Linked DNA regions of Zea mays: region 1 is linked to region 2. A link is a contact called in public Hi-C data. All regions are on one chromosome and are shown on one strand. The core of a region is the stretch at or near the end of the contact, and the rest is flanking DNA. Distances in the headings are between cores, read along the strand shown.

Region 1 (6,774 bases), core at 1,476-3,975, 300 kb after region 2:
TACCACAAGGGTTCAATGGGACGCCCTTGGCTGATTAACTAGGAAAGCTAGTGGATGACTACCTTACCCGAAAGGGGCAAGGGCAGTAGGGGAGTGGTCAGTGTAGGGAGGTCCTTGGGTTGATTTTGCTGCAATGGCGGTCAGGCGAGGGATTCCTGCACTGGAGCTTCCTATAAACTGTAGCGGGTTTTCTAAGCTAGTGGAACTTTGTAAAGACCTCGTAGTGGTACCCTGCCTCGCTTCCTTCGTAGAGGTGTATGGGGTCTCATCAACTCCATGGCAAATGGGTAACACGACTTGTGGGTAAAAATGCGCAACCTCTGCAAAGTGTAAAACTGGTATACTCGTCATGCTCACGGTCATGAGCGGCTCGGACACTCACATGATTAATTTATGGAACTTAAACTCAATTTGTCATTTCATTGCATCTGGGATTATTTTATTATTACTTTTATTTATTATTTCTAAGGTTTGGTATTTACTTACACTTAGTAACTGCTAATAAAATTTTAACCAACATATAAAAGCAATGCTCAGCTTCAGCCTTTATTACATTGATTTGCCTTACACTTCACATGAACTCCCACCTTTGGTGAGTTCATGCACATTATTCTCCACAACTTGTTGAGCGATGAACATGTGTGAGCTCACCCTTGCTGTCTCACACCCCCCCACAGGAGAAGAACAGGTGGTCGAAGAGGAGCCGTCTAACACTGAGGCTTTCAACTTGATCTAGGTGGCGTCTCTCAGTCAGCTTTGTGGCGCTAGGGAATAATACATAGTTCTCTTTATTTTATCATTTATTTTTGTAAGGCTTCCGCTATGTAATAATTATATTTATGATATTTATGACATCTATCTCTATGCACTCTGTTACTATATGTGTTGTCTTCTCTGGCGCATATATGAGATGCACCCGTCTTGGTTCCTTAAAGCCCGGGTGTGACAGCTGCTCCCGTGCAGCTGCGAGCAGGTGCTGCACCGTCGGTCTTGTGTGGAATAGGTCCAACATTTGGCACGCGGCTCCAGCCTACCGCTGCTACACGAACTGGTCGGTCTGTGGCGCCACCTGCAACTACGCCATCCGGGTTGATGTTGGACCCCATGGTGATGGTGGTGGAATTGTCGAGGCGGCCATGGACTCTGGCAGGTTGTTCACTGATGTCGCGGTCTGCGAACACGTGCAGGGTCTCCACTAATGACCTCCACTGCGCCCGTGGACGCCTTGCATCGAACACATGTAGGGCAGATTGCTGGGCGGCGGCACGAGTACCCGTAGACTGTTGGGTAGCCGCCGAGAGATGTGCCTCGACGCCGGCGCGGAGGGCGGAGGAGAACTTGTCGCGGTGTTGAGCGGATTCCACCGCTTGGGACTCCGGAGCGCCGACTCGACGCGCCCACTTGGAGTCAATCGTGGTGAAGCGCTTGTCGAGCTCGGAGAGGATCTCACGAGTCTGTTGCTGCAGCGCCCTGGTAAGGTGGGCATCAATCGGTGATGAAGACACCATAGATGAGAGGGCCGAGGAACGTAGGAATTTGATACCAATTGTTAACAACTACACCAACGGAGTGTATTGATTCAACTCGACAGAAGCAATTACAGAGTAATAGAGTTGAGGTAGGAAGATAGCAGAAGAATCGAGGTAGGAGAAGAAACTCTAGAAGGTTTAAGACGACTGGAGGTACATGAGAGTTGTTCGAAGAAGAACATCGCTAGACGCAGGAGGAAGATGAACACTAAGGTAGTGTTTGGTTGAGGAGCCAAGTAGAACGGAGTCGTTCCATCCCTGATTCTAGGAACGGAGTCACTCTGTTCTTTGTTTGGTAATCTGGAACGGAGCGACTCTGTTTTTTGTTTGGTTGCAGAGTGAACAGAACGAAGTGTGACTGTGCGAGCGGGCTGGGAACGGAGCGGCTCCGTCCGGTTGATTTTTTGGAGCGAAATGGTTCCGAATCTGAGGAGAATATTTTCTAATTGGAGTCATTCCGTTCTAGTTACTTTATAACCAAACAACGATAAAATTGGGACAGAACGGCTCCGTTCTACTTTGCTCTTCAACCAAACACTACATAAGATGTTTTGATATTTTCTTTTATGCCCCCTTCGTGGTGCGACTTTGTAGTATTTCCCCTTAAGTATCTAGGCCAGCATGAGCCAGGTACTGGGCCAGCATGAGCCGTTAGACGCTGATGTCCCTAACAAGGTCCAACCGGAACCTTGGCCGTGGCGTCGCTGTCCGAACGCCAGACAGGAGACAGGGGAGATGAAAAAGAGGCGGCGGTGGTGTGGAACTAGAGATGTCCAAACGGGCCGCCCGGCCCGGTCCGGCCCGGGCCCGGTGAAGCCCGGTCCGTTTTGGGCCCGGCCCGCCAGGCACGATTATAAAACCGGGCCGGGCCGGGTAAGCACGCGGCTTAATTTCTTGTCCGAGCCCGGCCCGCAACGGGCCTAAACGGGCCGGGCCGGCCCGTTTAGCACGAAAAAAGCGGGCTATGCGGGCTAAAAACACGTTTTAGTGTAAAAAAAGCGGGCTTAACGGGCTTAGAGCTAAACGGGCCGTGCCGGGCTAGCCCACCGTGCCTAATTTCTTGTCCGAGCCCGGCCCGCTTATTCGTGCCGGGCCGGCCCGGGCCCGCATATAACCAGGCCGTGCCGGGCTCGGATCGGGCCCAAACAGCGGGCTTCGTGCCAGGCTCGCGGGCCTCGTGCTTGCTTATTGGACATTGGAACTGTGGATATGCTGGGGGCAGACAGGCAGAGAGCTCTGCCTCCCCAGGATACTTCGCCCCTCGTTCCACCGCGAGCCCTTCCGCGTTCCGCCTCTGTTCCGCCGCTCGGGACCCGGGAGACGAGAAGTAGTAGCCCCATCCCCAACTGGTCCTAACCCACGGTACCCAATCCTTGACTCGGTTCTCTCCATGAGCTTACTGCCCCATCTCCATTTCTTCAATCATTACTCGCCTTTCCGTTCAAGGGCGTTGCTTGCCTGGATAACCACGGCATCGTTCTACCCGCCGGGCCCGAGCTAAGGTACTTTGTTTCTGAACCCTTCGTTGGTTTCAGGATTTGTCCCAACCCAAGGTTGGTAATCCCTTGGTGCTGGTGTTCCTCTGTGTTTGTTTCGTCTGTAGTCATACGTGCAAACAAAGAGCAGCAAAAGAAGAACAAGTGGGGCGACAGGGACAGGGAGGAGGGGAAGGCAGAGGAAATGGAAGCCTCTTTCTTGAGGAAAGATGGCGGTGATCAAGCCAGTGCGGCGACAATGTCCGGCGAGCACAGGAACAAGGGCCTTGACTGGGATTTGAACGACTGGAGGTGGGACGCCAACCTGTTCCTGGCCACGCCGGCGGCCATCGTGCCGTCCGAGTGCAGCAGCAGGAAGCTGAGTCGAGCTCAGGGGGAGATCGACTTCGGCGTCGTCGTTGACAAGAGGCGGAGGCTCTCGCCAGAGGAGGACGGCAGCGCCGGTTGCAGCAATTCTGGGGTAGCAGATGGAGACAACAATCATGTGGTGCCTGCTCAGAGAGGGCGGAGCAGCGAGGAGGAGACACCCAGGAAAGGTGCCAGTTCGAGCACCACTCCGTCCTGCCAGGTTGACGGCTGCCATGCCGATCTCAGCGGTGCCAGGGACTACCATAAGAGGCACAAGGTGTGTGAAGCACATACCAGGACGACTGTGGTCTGCATCAAGAATGTAGAGCATCGGTTCTGTCAGCAGTGTAGCAGGTAGGTCAACAATTTCGTTGTGAGATTACTATTGCTGGTAATTTTTTTTCTCTCCTGAGGCATCTTTGTATTGGAGAAAGTAAAGAAAGACGGATCCAGTACAAAATCCAAAGCAGCAAAGAAAAGGAAAATAAAACACACCAGGACACATTACCTGGGTGCCACAGGCACACAACACAAATGAATTGCTGATCATTCAACCTTGAGAATTGCTGAACATATTAGTTTTATGCCCCATGATAGGATCCCAGTTCATGCTGATTATTATCTTGAGAAATTCCAAGCTGTTTTTTGTGCTTGGCAAAACTCTAGGTGATGCTGATCATGTACCTTGAGGAATGCTTATGCCCCACACATAATACTAGTTAGTATAATATAAAAGTGCTTTTACTTGGATCGGTGCTATCGGTACAATATCATATGATTATCTCATTTTTTTACCTTGTGCTACTATTAGAATGTCTTTTGTTATGGAAGAAAGATATTCTTTTGAAATAAAAGTATGAATATCTGAATTTGCTTCGATGTTACCAATTCTGTTCTTTTTTTGTTTATGTTTTACTTGTAAAAAATATTCTTTCTTGTTTTTCATTCTAGGATTCCATGTAGAGACAGCTATATGTCTCTAGTTCATTCAGAGTTTCTACAGTTAGTCCTTGTTCATTAGCCACAAATGGTTAGTTGAGAAGACCCTAATTTAATGAGGTAGCTTTAGTAGAGGTTTGTGCACTTTTCTTAATATTATTACATTAAGTCTAAAACAACAAACTAAAAAGAATGGAGGGAGTTGTTGGAGTGATGGTTTCAATTGATCAGCATTTGGGTAAGGAATATATAGCTAAAAGTTCATTTGATGATGTGGCATCATAATTTCTTCACCTCTATGTATCCGAGACAAGAACACATAGATAATTCAATGAAATTGTTGGGGATATCAATAGAGTGGTGTTGACTTGTTTGATTAATGAGAGGCCGTTTGCTCTAGGCATTGGTATACAATGCCCTTGTAAGTTATAACATCACAATAGGATGCAAACTTGAAGTTTGATGTTGGTCTAGGTGGTGCTATATACTTCTCTTGTAAGTTGCAACATCATGATAGGCTGCTAAATGTATGTAGGGAAAAAACCATGGTTCTTTCTTCTACATGCGTCTTGAGTTTAGCAGCTTATCATGATCTTGAGTTAGCATCGAATTCATATTTTAGTATTGCGAGCATTTGTCATTTCTTTTCATTTTCTCATTAGCTGAAGAAAGTAACTATTTTGTGTGCCATGTTAGGTTTCAGCTTCTTCAAGAATTTGATGAAGGGAAGAAGAGCTGCCGCTCGCGTCTAGCACAACATAATGGAAGGAGAAGGAAAGTTCAACCACAAACTGTTGTGAATGGGAATTCCATGAGTGAAAATCAATCTCTAAGTAACACCTCAATCCTTCTGTTAAAACAACTTTCCAGGCTAGAGTGTAAGTTCTCCTTTACAAAATTCGATTAGCAATTTTAGATGCAAATATTTCAAACCACATTCGATCCACAGGTACAGACATAGTCATTCTAAATGTGTGCTTGTATGGGTGGCAGCTGGTAGCTCCTCTGAGCCAATCAATCATCCTAATTCTTTGGTTAACCTTTTGAAGAACCTTGCTGCTATTGCTAGCACACAGTCATATCAAGATATTCTAAAGAATGCAAATTCAAATTCAATATTGTCAAATGCTGGTAATAATGCTGCAAATGGATCTACTGTGCATGAGCAAACTATACGGTCAATTCCAATCAGAGGAGAATCATTAGCAGGTAAAACATTTTATTATTTACTTGATGCTGTTTAGCATGACAAATACTAAATATATAAAATAAAATGATTTAAATAACTTGTTTTCTCAGAAGAGCCTCCAGTGAAAAGGCGGGTACATGATTTTGATTTGAATGATGCTTGCTTTGAAGAAGTTGAGGTAAATTTCATAAACTACAATAATCTTGAACAAACTATAGCAAAACTGCTTTGTCATGTGGGGCCGGAGTACCAGCGCCAGGCCTGCACACAGGACACCGCCAGGAGCGTGCCATAAGAGGCCACGCAGTCAATTCGGTCAGATTTGGACAGCAAAAGATCAGGGAAGAGTTAGTGGCATGGCTGCCAATCAGGGAAGAGTTAGTTGGCATGGCTGCCAACATGGCTAGAATTTAGGAGAGTGATTATCTCCAGGCTGTGACTGGTCTATATATCTTGTGTAATCAGACTTGGATGGATCAAGGAATAACACCCGATTTCCTAATCTCCCTCTTGCTTAAACATATCCCCTTCACTATTGGGCGCGCAGGGAAGAACCCCTGGTGCATTACCGGTCCACGCTACGAGGTCCGTAGCATGGACCTGCTACCCTGAGCACCGATGCCCTTGACACCAGTCGAACTACACTTTCATTGTCAATCTATGTCTCAAGTATATTTTTGAGAAGCATCTTCATGAAACTTCATTTCCATTGTCCAGTCAAATCACGACACTACACAATTATTGCCATTCAGTATTACAAAAATACATTTTTTTTATTTTAGCTCTTAATGAATTGTATTTTCCGGTACGAATTGAGTATAAATGTGTGGTTTGTCGATAATATTTGACAAAGAAGTATAGTTTTTTTATATGAAAGTGATTTCTAAAAGTGTAGTTTTGCAACAGGTTTTCCAATCTAGTATAATTTTGTGAAAGTTACACTGAAATTTTTAGATTGATTCTTCTAGATGTATTTCTGATGTTTGATTCCTACTCAGCTCAATAGCTCTTATGCACATAACATTTGCAGAGCCGAACAGATAAAATTGTGTTCAAGCTGTTTGGAAAAGAGCCAAAAGATTTTCCTGTAGATCTACGGGAACAGGTCATTTATCATGTTACAAACTGGAATCATGTTTCTGTAACAACTTTGTCTGTGTGAAGATTTTAAGTGCTAATGCGAGCTCTTCCATTAAATTTTTTGAATTTACAGATCCAACACTGGTTATCGCATTATCCAACTGATATGGAAAGCTATATTAGGCCTGGTTGT
Region 2 (6,556 bases), core at 553-3,052:
AGCGGTTTCTCGAGTGCCTCTCCGTAAGGACCTGTTCTATGGATGACCGCCTGGGAAAACAGTGCAACCATGAGGGTGGAATGGGGTGCCCTTAGCTGAATAATTAGAGGATCCGGAGTGTAGTTCACTTAGCCGTCGTGCCGTCAATGGGGCTCGGTGTATGCGGCTCGCTCTGCCAAGTTTGGGTTCGCCCCTTGGGGAGGAGTGCGGTGCATTTAGGAAACCTAACGGGTGGCTACAGCCCTGGGGAATCTTTGTAAAGGCTACGTAGTGATGCCCTGCTAGGCCACCTAGGTAGTGGTCAATGGGGAGTTGCTCTCTCCGGGCAGAATGAGAATCACGGCTTGTGGGTAAAGTGCACAACCTCTGCAGAGTGTTTAAAAACTGATATATCAGCCGTGCTCGCGGTTATGAGCGGCCAAGGGAGCTCCAGTGATTAGTGGTACTTGATCAGAGACATTATGGTACAGATGGCTATGAGATCGATGGTTTTGGTTATGACTATGGTGCTGGTAAGTGGTATTCTTTCCGTTTGGAAAGGGTACATCGGGTTAATAACTTGGGTTAAAGCTAAAACCTGGCTTTCTATTAGTAAATAATAACCTGACCAACTAAAAGCAACTGCTTGACTTATCCCCCACATAAAGCTAGTCCACTACAGCCAAACAGGATACTTGCTGAGTATGTTGATGTGTACTCACCCTTGCTCTACACACCAAACCCCCCCATCCCCAGGTTGTCAGCATTGCAACCACTGCTCAGGCGAAGATGAAGCTGTGGAAGGAGACTTCCAGGAGTTCCAAGACTACGACGAGTTCTAGGTGTGGGTTAGCGGCAACCCCCAGTCGGCTGCCTGTGAAGGCCGCGTTTATCTACGTTTCTTTTCCGCACTTTGATTTATTGTAAGGACTATATGGACGTCTCAGACGTATGATGTAATCAACTATTTTCCCCTTTTAATACTATTTTGAGCACTGTGTGATGATGTCCATGTTATGTAACTGCTGTGTACGTGAATAACTGATCCTGGCACGTACATGGTTCGCATTCGGTTTGCCTTCTAGAACCGGGTGTGACACTCATGGATCCTGCAAAATATGTGTCAGGATTTGGAGATCCATGCGAGCACTACACATGGTGCTCCTCCCTTGTGTTCTTGGCTCTTGCATGCATTAGGTCGTTTCTAAGACCATATTGACACAATAGACTCCATGGTGTTTGAGGTTGCTGAATTGGTTGGAGCAGCAATGATTTGTCACACTAACAATAAAAGGGAAGGTTATTTGTTTGTTTTAAACGTTACTAATTGCTACGAAGTACCATAATTTGTATAGAGCGCATCCAATTTTTATTGATGCCCGACTTTAGCAACCACTCAATATTTTAATCTATCTTTTTTATAAGTTTGAGTTCATGTGACTTAGAAACTTGAGCTCACAAATTTCATCTTATTTGGTCTATATATGGTGAAATTATGCCATTCTATATTTTCTGTTCGTTCAGTCAGTCGTTGTGAACTCTTTTCTAATCGCTCTCTTCATTAGCCGTGTTGTACCGAGACATATTAGATGGAGACATGGAGTAAACAACAATATCAGTTAGTCAAATAAAAAAAATATTATGCGAAGAGTGAAGACAATCAATAAAAAAATTTAAGATCTGTTTGGTGGATAGTTTACGGACAGTACGGGCAACCGACTAGTATGTATATCTGTGTCAAGAGTTTATAGCCACTCGGCCAAGCAATCTCGCTATTTCTCTCTGACTGCCTAGCGGAACTGGTGAATTTGATTCGCGTTATCAGCAATGAACATAGAGCTAGCTAAGAGGATCAAACTGAGGGGAGCGTTCATTGACCTGGCTGCTACGCGGAGGCCTGGTGGACGTAGCAGCAGCAAGGCCGCGTGGATTTGTCCCATTTGTTTTGTTTAATAGTAATATAATCGTGGACAGAGCAGAGGCTTTTGCGTGTGCGTTTACCAGTTGCCCATCCGGGTTACATCTCACGGAATCTGAGGCTGAGGCGACGGAGCGCAAGCAAGCAAGCAAGCGAAAGGGCAGGGCTGCCTGCCACACAAGAGACAAGGGAAGAGGAGAAGGGTAGACGAGTAGACGACTGTGATGAGGCTAGAAGAAGAGCAGGCAGGAGCTATAAGTACCCCGCCCCCTTCCACCCTCTCCTTCCACCTCCCTCCCTTGCTGCCTCATCCATTCCAGAGCTGCGAAGACAGACAGACAGAGAGAAAGAGGGATCGACGGAGCAAGGCGGGGCCGTGTCCGGTCACACACGAGCGAGCCCTCTCGGCCGCGCGTTTGTGAATGGTGAACGGCGAGCGGCGGGCGGACGCGGAGTGCACGCGGGCGTCGCTGCTGGGGAGGTATGAGATCGGGCGGACCCTCGGCGAGGGCAACTTCGGCAAGGTGAAGTACGCGCGCCACATCGCCAGCGGCGGCCACTTCGCCATCAAGATCCTCGACCGCAGCAAGATCCTCTCCCTCCGCATCGACGACCAGGTTGGGCATGCCACACACGTGTTTCGCCGCCGCGCGCTAGCCGTTTCAGATTCCAGTCCGGTCCGGTCCGCCGAGCATGCTGACGGCGGCTTCTTCGTCCATTTCGCTTTGCGCTGGCGCTGTTTGCAGATCAGGAGGGAGATCGGGACGCTCAAGCTGCTCAAGCACCCGAATGTCGTCCGCTTGCACGAGGTGCGTGGCACACCGAACTTGCTTCAAACCTCCCCTTTCGTATCGTTCCTTCATTTCTTCTTGGATTGGATCCTTCTCCTCCTCGCTCCTTCCAGCTCCAGCTGGACCAATTCCCCTTGTCTGCTGGACTGGTAAGATAGGATCCGATCCCGTATACTTCCATTCCATGACGCTAGAAAATGAACTTGCTGTGCTCCGTAAGGGATTATTAGGCTAGCTGTCCAGTTGTACTGTCCTGCAAGTAACGGACCATCTGGCTTTTACTTGGAACCAAAGGATTAGCGGTTTTTGCTTGCGCGGCCGGGATGAGACTCTTTCGTCACACACACACACAAACACAAAACAAAGGATCTCTTTTCTCTCTGCTAGCTCTCGTCGCTTGCTTCTCAACGCTGTTCACGCGGAAAACACCGGCGGGAGCTTTGGCTGACGTCCGGTCCTTCGATCCACGCCGCACGGCATCTCCGCCGGAGTTTTTACTCCGGCCGCTACCGGAATATGAGCCCCTGTCCTGGGCATAAAGCGGTTTCGCCTCGCCACGCCACATGCACCTGCAAGTAGAGAGAGAGGCCTGTCGAGACTCGAGAGTCTATAGTTCACGGGCTCTTCGCCTCTCGGGGTTCCAAAGCCAAAGGGGGAAAAAAAAAGGAAGGAAGAAGGCTCACGGGCTCCTGGAATTACGCTCAGGAAAAAAAATCGCGAGAAAACGATACGATTTTTCGCCAGGTTTTTTGTGAAATTGCTTGTAGTAATAATAACAAGGAAAAAAAAGTCATGTCCTTTGATTCTGTGACGAAAACCACATGCATTCCAAGCGAGACATCTCAGGCCACAGTTTCACACAGTCGCAGTGTGCCGGATACGAAAGCGATCCCATCCGGAGCGTCAGGTCCGTGACCGTCTCGTCTCCACTTGTACAAATGAAACCGACCACCGGCCGGGACGGTTCCCGTTTCGGCACAGTAGAGCAACACGGCACACGAAGGGGGCGGGCCCACCGCGCGCGGTACGCATGCCTCTTGGGCTACCCGTCGAGCCATGTGGCCGGCTTCCTGGTGGCCCCGCCACGTCGGCCTCACACGGTCCCGGTACATCTGGCCAGGCAGGTACTGCTGGAGTATTATGCATGCATCGTCGTGAGCTGGGTGCACCAAGTCACCCCACACCGCGTGGGCCTGCCCGCGACGCAACACTTGTCGCACGGGCCCCGCACACGTGTTCCGCGGGGCCCCCTTGGCTGCTCCTCTATCCTCCCCCCCGGGCCGCTGGCCGCGGCCACCAACTCTGTGCGCCTTGGTGTGACCGGTGGTCTCTGTGCTCCCAAGCTGAGCAGCAGCAATCGCCGTTCCGGAGGCCGGAGCACAGAGACGAGACCCGCCGAGCAGTTTGGGTTTTTTTTTTTTTTGATGATTTGGTGCACCTACCTAAAGAAGCCTTTGGCATCGAGTACGCCTAGTACCACCACCACCACCAAAGAAGCCTTGAGCATGCAGGGTAATAATTGTGACGAGGGCCGGGGAAAGAAAAAGGATGCAGGGAAAGATTACTGTTGTACCCGTATCTCATTCAGGCCCTAGTTGCTGAAAATAACAGTAAATAGGAATCGTGTTTGTTTGCAACTGGAAGCAAAAAAAAAAAAAAAAAAAGAGGTGTGGGTGACTGATATTGAGACCAACCTTTTTCTCTGCAGGTTGCTGCCAGTAAAACGAAGATCTACATGGTGCTTGAGTTTGTCAACGGCGGCGAGCTCTTCGACAAGATCGTAAGCCCACACGTCGTCAAAACGCGCTGTTTGTTTGCACGTAAAAATTCATCTTTCTAACGCTCCTGTTTTCTAACGCGCTGTTTTACACACAAAAGGCTATCAAGGGGAAACTGTCCGAACACGAGGGCAGGAGGCTCTTCCAGCAGCTAATCGACGGCGTCAGCTATTGCCATGACAGAGGTGTCTACCACCGAGACCTCAAGGTAGCCTTCACCGTCAGTTCAGTTGCTTCTCTTGCATTCATATATACTTGTCAGCGTGGAACTCAAACTCAACTAGGGCTTTGCTTGATTCTTCTGTCCGTGACAGCAGTTTGCTTCTTTTATTCTTCTGTCTGTTACAGCCAGAGAATGTCCTTGTTGATCGGAAGGGCACCATCAAGATCTCTGACTTCGGCCTCAGCGCTCTACCTCAACATCTCGGGGTACGATGGCATGGTTTGGTTGCTCTGTATGCGATGATTCCTCTGTATGTATGCATAATTTACCAAACGACATGCGCTTCACACCTTTCAGAGTGACGGACTTCTGCACACAACATGTGGCAGCCCCAACTACATAGCTCCTGAGGTATTTAAAGAACCGGCAGCAAGCAGTTTCATTTCATCAGTTTCTCTCCTCTCGGCTGTGCTGATTCTGTGCTAAATTCATGCCAGGTTCTGCAAAACAGAGGCTATGACGGCTCCTTGTCAGATCTCTGGTCGTGTGGGGTGATCCTCTACGTGATGCTTGTTGGCTGCCTTCCCTTCGACGACAGGAACCTCGTCGTTCTTTATCAGAAGGTTGGCATATATCAGTACAAAGCAAGCTCTGGAATTTTAGCAAATCTACACAAGCTCTGAGATTGCTCTGTGGGTGTTACAGATTTTCAAGGGAGACTGTCAGATCCCCAAGTGGCTTTCGCCTGCCGCGCAGGACCTTCTCAAGAGGATCCTCCAACCGAATCCGATGAAGAGGATCAACGTCGCGGGGATCAGGGAGCACGAGTGGTTCAAGAAGGACTACGTGCCTGCTGTTCCGCACGATGATGACGAAGACGTCCTTCCTAGTCCAGCTCCCTCGATAAAGGTGTGTAAAGCTGTGAGAGGAGAGAGAATGGGAGGAACTACTCGATTCTTTTGGTTTCTTGTATTAATTAAAGCTGACTGTTTTGGTTTCTTCTTCCTGAAGCCAATCGATGAGCCGGCGCAAGAGAAGTGTTCTCCTATCAACGCTTTTCAGTTGATCGGGATGGCCTCTTCCCTTGACCTTTCTGGTTTCTTCGAGGAAGAGGTTTGTGTTTTGTTTGTACAGTTCATTGAATGTTCATAAAAAGCGAGACATGCATGAAAAGTCACCTCACTTCTATTCTATGGTTCCTGGATCCATTGCAGGATGCAGCGCAAAGAAAGATTCGGTTCACTTCGACGCACCCACCCAAGGATCTATTTGACAAGATCGAGAGCGTTGTCATGGAGATGGGATTCAAAGTCCATAGGGGGGCAGGCAAGGTAGAGATAAGCATGTATTGTAATCACCATTGCATATATATATATATATATATATATATATATATATATATATATATATATATATATATATATATATATATATATATATATATATATATATATATATACTCCTATATAAATTGATGGGGTAGCTGAACTGAACTTGAAGTCATGCTGTGTTTTACAGCTCAAGGTCTTGAAGAATAGCAAGTGTTCCAGGAACCCGTCATCATTGTTGGTGTGCACCGAGGTAAAATGACACAGGACACCTTGCTTTTATTCAAAACCAATGCAGAAAAGAATACACACGCGTCCCTTAACAGTACAATTCTTGATCTTTTTCCAGGTGTTTGAGCTCGGTCCATCATTATATGTCGTAGAGCTTAGGAAATCCCACGGAGACTCTACGTTGTATAGACAGGTAACAATGCGCACCGAATGCTACGTTCTTTTTGCCAGATAAATCCCATGCAGATCTATCTATACGCAGTCATCTAAAATTTCAACTCTGTTGAAGCAGCTGTGCGAAAGGCTCTCCGATGAGCTAGGTGCCTGCAAGACAGACCAGATCGCGAGGACTGAATCATCGAGTGACG

What was found. Hi-C and Micro-C count contacts between places; a contact is called where the count stands out from the background.
Region 1: a contact with region 2 is called in a Hi-C map of leaf, with 9 times the contacts expected there. The contact joins the promoter of LOC103650076 here to the promoter of LOC100037796 in region 2. A contact is called at or near these places in 6 of 25 Hi-C or Micro-C datasets (bundle sheath, ear, endosperm and 2 more).

What each region holds. Positions count from the first base shown.
Region 1 is chr3:51,383,677-51,390,450 of Zm-B73-REFERENCE-NAM-5.0, forward strand. LOC103650076 (squamosa promoter-binding-like protein 1) reads left to right here and starts at 2,726. Exons shown (of 13, transcript XM_020550207.2): 1 at 2,726-2,891; 2 at 2,976-3,031; 3 at 3,133-3,727; 4 at 5,009-5,190; 5 at 5,306-5,521; 6 at 5,612-5,679; 7 at 6,532-6,606; 8 at 6,715-6,774. The coding sequence starts at 3,210.
Region 2 is chr3:51,080,880-51,087,435 of Zm-B73-REFERENCE-NAM-5.0, forward strand. LOC100037796 (protein kinase-like) reads left to right here and starts at 1,803. Exons shown (of 13, transcript NM_001112497.2): 1 at 1,803-2,514; 2 at 2,644-2,706; 3 at 4,397-4,468; 4 at 4,567-4,674; 5 at 4,815-4,895; 6 at 4,987-5,040; 7 at 5,127-5,252; 8 at 5,335-5,538; 9 at 5,641-5,742; 10 at 5,844-5,960; 11 at 6,148-6,210; 12 at 6,307-6,381; 13 at 6,481-6,556. The coding sequence starts at 2,320. It overlaps LOC111591128, which reads left to right and starts at 2,713. Exons shown (of 1, transcript XM_023301969.1): 1 at 2,713-4,352. The coding sequence starts at 3,510. The coding sequence ends at 4,283.